Regions from separate parts of the Mus musculus genome. Here region 1 is linked to region 2. The links are chromatin contacts, called in public Hi-C maps. All regions are on one chromosome and are shown on one strand. Each heading gives the region's core, a stretch centred on a gene start, on an enhancer-like site or on the middle of the called end of the contact. The rest is flanking DNA. Distances are from core to core; before and after follow the strand shown.

Region 1 (3,238 bases), core at 170-2,669, 170 kb after region 2:
CACGACTCGGAACGATGCGGCTAGCCTGCATGTTCTCGTCCATCCTGCTGTTTGGAGCTGCGGGCCTGCTCCTCTTCATCAGCCTCCAGGACCCTATAGAGCTCAGCCCCCAGCAAGTTCCAGGTGAGCCCCGAGGTTGCTACTTAACACTGCGGGTCGCATGCTGACCTTCCTGATGGCCCTGGTGTGCCGGGGCTGGGTGACGGTAACCCTTGTAAACAGAGAAAGGGCCCTGGCTTCCTCCTAGCAGGCGTCGGTGTCAGTGTGGGGGCGTCAGGCCACCAGTTTCAAGGCCGTGGTTCTGGATTCCATAGCAATTGAGCAGCCCCTGGTGTGGGCGATGGAGAGGCTGCCCATCTGGTCAGCCAGTTTGTTGTCTTCAGTGAATCTCAGACTTAGGAAATTCTGCCAACTCTCGGGGCATCTTCCACATTGTTCTGAATACCAGTGGATAACGTCTTTCTTTTTTTTTTTTTTAATGTCACTGGGAATTGAACCCAGGGTCTTACCCCTTGATCATTCTTCATTACTTTGATTTTGATTCATGGTCTGGCCTTGAACTTATGACCCTACCTTATCCTCCTGAGTAGCTGGCCTTATAGGGCTGCACCACCAGACCCAGATGAACATGTCTTCTTTTGAAAACTTTTCTTATAGCTGGGTGTGGTGGTGCACACCTTTAATCCCAGCACGTGAGAGGCAGAGGCGGATACAGATGAATCTCTGAGTTTGAGACCAGCCTGGTCAACATCCAGGTCAGCCAGGACTATGTAGTGAAATCCCAGCTCAAAAAAATAATTCTGTTGCATGAATTAATTACTTTATTTATTGGGTGGTGGACATGCTGGTGGGATCTGAGGAGCCTTTCTTCTTCTGAACTTCGTGACTGGAGTCTGACTCAATTTCCCTGTCCAGTTCTGAGGATCCCTCGAACTTGGTCCCTCTGGCCTGAGACAGAAATTAAATCACATGCTGGATTTGTGAGGCTCAGACCCACTCTTAACACACACACACACACACACACACACACACACACACACACACACACACACATTTCCTCCGTACCTCTGACCCATTGGAATAGTTAATGTCTGCTGGGGATGTGGGGTGTAGTCAGTGAGAGGAACATGTGGGACACTTAGGGCAGATAGGGTGTGGAAAGAGGGGGGTCTCCGGGGCTCTTGGTGCCAGATATGATGAAGCTGGCTGTCACAGGCGTGAGCCCGAGGCTGGAGGTTAATCTGCTTAGAAGAAGAGGAAACCTGGCTTCCAGGACACAGCACTAGCAGAGATCTATTGTGAGGAGCCCTCAGAGGTGTGCTTCCTCTCGAGGGACATGTGCATGAACACACTGCTAGCAGGAACAAGATGAAAGAGATGTGCACGCCAGAGGTTTAGATGGATGGCTTCCTGTGACACTCCGGTTTGCAGCCTGAAGCACAGGAGGGATGGATGCCCCCTCTCCTCCAGCCAGGGGCTCTTTCCCTAGCACTAGCCCCAGCTCCCCCAACTCAGTTCCTCGCCCCCTTTGTACCACTTCATTGTTTTGCTTCTGCAAACTGGAGCTCTGAACCTCAATACAGTGGCCTTGAGCCCAGATTGAAGGCCACAGGTCTCAAGAGGACAGGAAGAAACGCACATAAAGCCCAGAATCCTGCCTAAACCCGGCAGCCGCTGCCAGAAGCCCTGCATGGGGTGTGGAGGCTGACGAGTTACCTCTTTCATCACAGTGAGTAAGAAGCCAGTTCAGTTGCAGGCCCCAGAAACAGTGGGTAAGCCACTGTGCTGACGCACACCCGGGTCAACCCCTACAGCTGGCGGCTGTCAAAAATGGGTCCAGCTTCTCCCAGCTTCTGAGGAAGCGAGTGTGCGTGACTGAGCTGGCTCCTCTGGGGACTTTGTAGCCTCTTGAGAGCTCCAGAATAGCTAGTGACATTGAGTCAGCACAGCTGGGTCCCACAGGACAGAACCATCACAGTACAGGAACTAAATGGTCCCTGAGACTATGTGTAGTCTGTGCAAAAAGAAACCAGACAGTAAGGGAGCTTGAAGACGGCTAGAAGGAATCGTGCCTCTGGTGGGTGCCCTAATGTGTGTGGTTGTGGTGCATACGCAGGCCAGGGGTCCAGCCATCTGATGTCTGTACTGTGGGAGGGGCCGGGGAGAAAAGGCATAAGTTTATGTATGGTGCCCATCTGGGTCAGGAGGGCCCCTCTGTGGTCCCTTCTAGGATAGGTCATATTGTCAGGTGAGATTCTGCTCTGTTGATCTTGGAATATGCCCTGCCATGCCAACAGCCAGCTGGTAGAGCAGAACCCTTAATTTCAAAGGCACTGGATTTCTGTCCCTCTTTCTACCTAGCACTGCTCTGAAACAGCTGTCCAAGTGCACAGATGTGTGAGTTACAGACGGGTGGGAACCAGAGTATGGTTGGGAGTTCTGGGGTAGAGTGGTACAGTGTGGTGGAGAGGCGCTGGAGCCTCAGACCCTCAGATCGTAGGGTGAGGGACTGCCATGGAGCATTCCCCTGTGGTGGGTGGAGCCAGGTGAGGTGCGTGGGTGGGTCTTCACTGTGAAGTTCTATTGGCAGATGCAGGGGAGCCACGCTCAACGTGCTTACGTGATGGGCAACCCTGCTGGTCTATGTAAATCACACCAAACACAGTCATAAAACTTTAAGTAATGCTTACGTTCCTTTCCCTGAGCGAAGTGCTCCTGACACAAGCTGTTTGTGTTGATTTGTTACTATTCATTTATTCCTTCCCTGTACCACTCGCAGCAGCCTAATTGTGATTCGGTACCAAGAAAGCAATATCAAAGTAATTTTCCACAACATTAGTTACAATTTTCTTCTGATCCTTCAAGTGAAACAACCCCATCCTGTTGGCTTCTCCGAGCACATAAACCTTGATTACATTTATCTGTTGGAAACCATTGCTTACAAAGTGTATGCGCCAAGTTGCGTGCGTGCCGGGTGGCCCTGACAGCCCTGACCAAGCCCTCTCACTAGGAGTCTCAGTTCTGAGGAGGTGTAGACTACAAGTCTGTCCTGTCGCCAGGGACACTCAGGGGGGACTACAACACAGGGAAAATCTTCACCATGGTATGAACTTTTCTGGGACTAAGGGTGTGAGTTCTGTGGATTCTGTAACGTTGAGAAGGCAGAGAGGAGAGGCTGGCAGATCAGTGCCTAAGAGCCAACTTGAGAAAAGGGATGAGCTGGGCAGTGGTGGCTCAG
Region 2 (2,889 bases), core at 1-2,500:
ATCGGGGGTGGGGGTTGGGGGGGGGGAACTCTTTAAGAAGCCAAGTGGTAAATGAGGAAAATACCTAAAAAAAAAAAAAAAAGCCAAGTAGTAGTGACACACCCCTTTAATCCCAGCACTTGGGAGGCAGAGGCAGGTGGATCTCCAAATTCGAGGCCAGCCTGATCTACAGAGTGACTTCCAGGACAGCCAGGGCTACACAGAGGAACCCTGTCTTCAAACAAAGCAAAGCAAAACATAACAGATCTCAAGCAGGGTGTAGTGCCATCGTGCCTGGATTGTCAGCACTCTGAAGGGCAAAGCAGGAAGAATCTGAGTCCCAAGGCCAGCATGCGCTACATAGTGAGACCCTGTCTAAAATTCTTAAAAAGCAGATTCCAGATGACAATCCTTCTTGCTCCCCCAGGACAAAGTCTGGAGAAGTCACTAGCACCAAACCTACTAGTTCAGGGATGTACCCTACTCTCTCAGTCTTTATCTCTTAACCTTTGATCAGCTGTCCTTCCGTGACACTGAATAGAGCCCATCTGTCCAAACTTCCTCCCAGCCGAACCACTGACCCTTTAATCATACAGAATTATGGCAAGTCTAAGCGGAGCAATACACTGGGCTACTGAGGCCTGCATGGAGCCTGCATCGGAGCTAGTGAGGAGACAACTGACATACAGAAAGTCAGGCAGTATAGAATTGATCAGATAATTAAGGGAAGGTGTCTCAGAGGAGCTGACGTTTGGGCCAGGAAAGAATCAGGAAAGTGCTGGCCTGATTAACGGATATTCCACGGCCACTCCAAATACTACTCACACTTTCCCTCACTTTTGAGGAAGCGCCTGGGAACCTGGCGCCCAGACCAGGCTGGCCACCTCATCGGAGGGGCGTGGCAGTGAACAGATTTGTGAAGCTCCCACTTCGGCCACTTACGGTGAGGCTGCCACACTCGGGACTCCAGGGAAGCCACCCTCCCCCGCCCCACGAGGGCCAGTGGGCAGCCGCAAGCATGCAGGGGCTCTGCAGGTACCACTCGCCCAGCCCGGCTCTCGGTTCCGGTGCCCCAGAGAAGAAGCGCGCAGCCCGCAGCCCGCGGCCACAGAGCAACTCCAGTCAGAGCTCGGAGGCTGTCACCCACTGTTCAGCTAGGAATACCGAGGCAGGCCACCTCTACGCGGGCCGCAGGCAGGGCAAGGGACAAGCTCAGCACTCACCGCACAGTGGACGCCATGTTCACTCGGCGCTAGCGTCACGTGGAGTGCAGCGTCAGCTGAACCAGCTAGGGTTCCTCTGAGGAGGACGGGGCGGGGCCAGGGCGGGATTTTTAATGGGCGTGGTGGCTTCAGTCCCTCCCACTCCAGCTCCGGACTTCACACCCTTAAGTGGAGGAGTCCTGCAGCTGATTAAGCATCTCAGATTCCCACAAGAAACTAGAAGGAACTTGAGCAGCAACCCAGAAGGCTTTCCCTCTTGGGAAGAAGTGTCCTGAGACAGGAGATCAATTGATTCTAGGTTAGCCCCTGACCTTGTGTGTATGTTGCCGCCCACCCGCGAGAAGAACATACAAGAATAAAGAAACCATGGGGATCCACTTCTGTATCATTGGGAATAGAGGCCCCTTGGTCTTGCAAACTTTATATGCCCCAGTACAGGAGAACGCCAGGGCCAAGAAGTGGGAGTGGGTTGGTAGGGGAGCGGGGGGGGGGGGCGCATAGAGGACTCTTGGGATAGCATTTGAAATGTAAATGAAGAAAATATCTAATAAAAATTTTTTAATTTTAAAAAATAAATAAATAAATATTTATTCATATGGTAAAGAAAAAAGAAAAAAGAAACCATGGGGAGGAGGGCCAAAGATGATGGAGAGCTGGGACAACTGGAGTAATAGAAGCCTCCAGCATTCAGGAAAGGGAGTCTGGGGAGAAAGTCTCTGGCTGAGAGATAAGCAAGGCCTTCAGGGTCTTGTATATAAGTTGGAGAGTTAAATCTAATAGGCTCTAGTCCAAACCTCCTCAAGTGCAAGATGGAGGAGCTGAAGAAAGAGAAGCAGGGGCAGGGGCAGAGCAGGGGAGGGGAGGATGAGGTGGGGAATAGCAGAGCTGAGCCCTGGTGATAGAGGAGAGTCCTACAGAGAAATGAGCATCAGAAGGCAGGCACTGCCCTCCTTACTCTCAGCACTTAAAGACACTGGTTCAAGTGCTTTGCAGATGTTAGCACCACTGCTCACAGTGGTCTCACAAAAGCCCCATGAGGAAGGCAGGTGCTGTCTTAGCACCATCTTACAGAGGAGGAGACTAAGGTCCAGAAGGGTAAGCAACATGCCTGACCTCACACAGACTCTTGAGAACTTGGACACACACACACACACAGAGTGCATTAGCTCCATCTTCAGCTAAAGAGTCTCGACTCCCTAATAAGGGACGCCTTTTTAAAAATAGCAGAGGAGGAGCAGGTTTGTAGTAGGAAAGCCTGCCCCCAGCTAATCACAGCCCCACTTCTTTTGACATAAAATATGTCAAAATTAAACCAACTGCCAGCTTAATGCTTATTAATGTGTAAAAGAAGTAATTATCCTAAATATTTACAGAAGAGAGGCAGAGAACACCCAGCCATTGAACGGAGCACTCTTTCTGTAGTGTTAACCGGGAAGCACTACCCACGGCTCCTGCCCACCCAGGCCCATCTGCACAGTGGGCCTCGAGGCAGGGTCTGCTCTGACAGTCGGTTTTTTTCTGTGTCAGACACCTGCTGCCTCTCCCCGCCCCTCCCCATCAGAGGCTCCAGCAGGACCGGCCCCTCCCCCACTCTTGCTCAAGACCCTCTCCAGCAAGCCTGACCACATCCCTCGCTGCTCTCTATCAGACTCCATCATGGCCCTGCCACGTATCACAACTCCGCATC

What was found. A called contact is a pair of places that touch in the nucleus more often than the background predicts.
Region 1: a Hi-C map of the 63-12 cell line shows a contact between it and region 2, with 1.8 times the contacts expected there. The contact joins the enhancer-like site here to the promoter of Pepd in region 2. A contact is called at or near these places in 1 of 39 promoter capture datasets (hippocampal neurons), 2 of 484 Hi-C or Micro-C datasets (the 63-12 cell line and uterus) and 1 of 9 other capture datasets (liver).

The regions. Positions count from the first base shown.
Region 1 is chr7:34,744,947-34,748,184 of GRCm38.p6, reverse strand. It overlaps Chst8 (carbohydrate sulfotransferase 8), which reads left to right. Exons shown (of 4, transcript NM_175140.4): 2 at 1-123. Among named protein-coding and RNA genes, the nearest start is that of Gm38987, 66 kb to the left of the region's middle. Within about 2 kb of position 1,419, at least 44 of the 459 cell types and tissues checked have an H3K27ac peak or open chromatin away from gene starts, as enhancers often do. A contact at or near this core is called in the 63-12 cell line, where this site is marked.
Region 2 is chr7:34,910,768-34,913,656 of GRCm38.p6, reverse strand. Pepd (peptidase D) reads right to left here and starts at 1,250. Exons shown (of 15, transcript NM_008820.2): 1 at 1,203-1,250. The coding sequence starts at 1,219.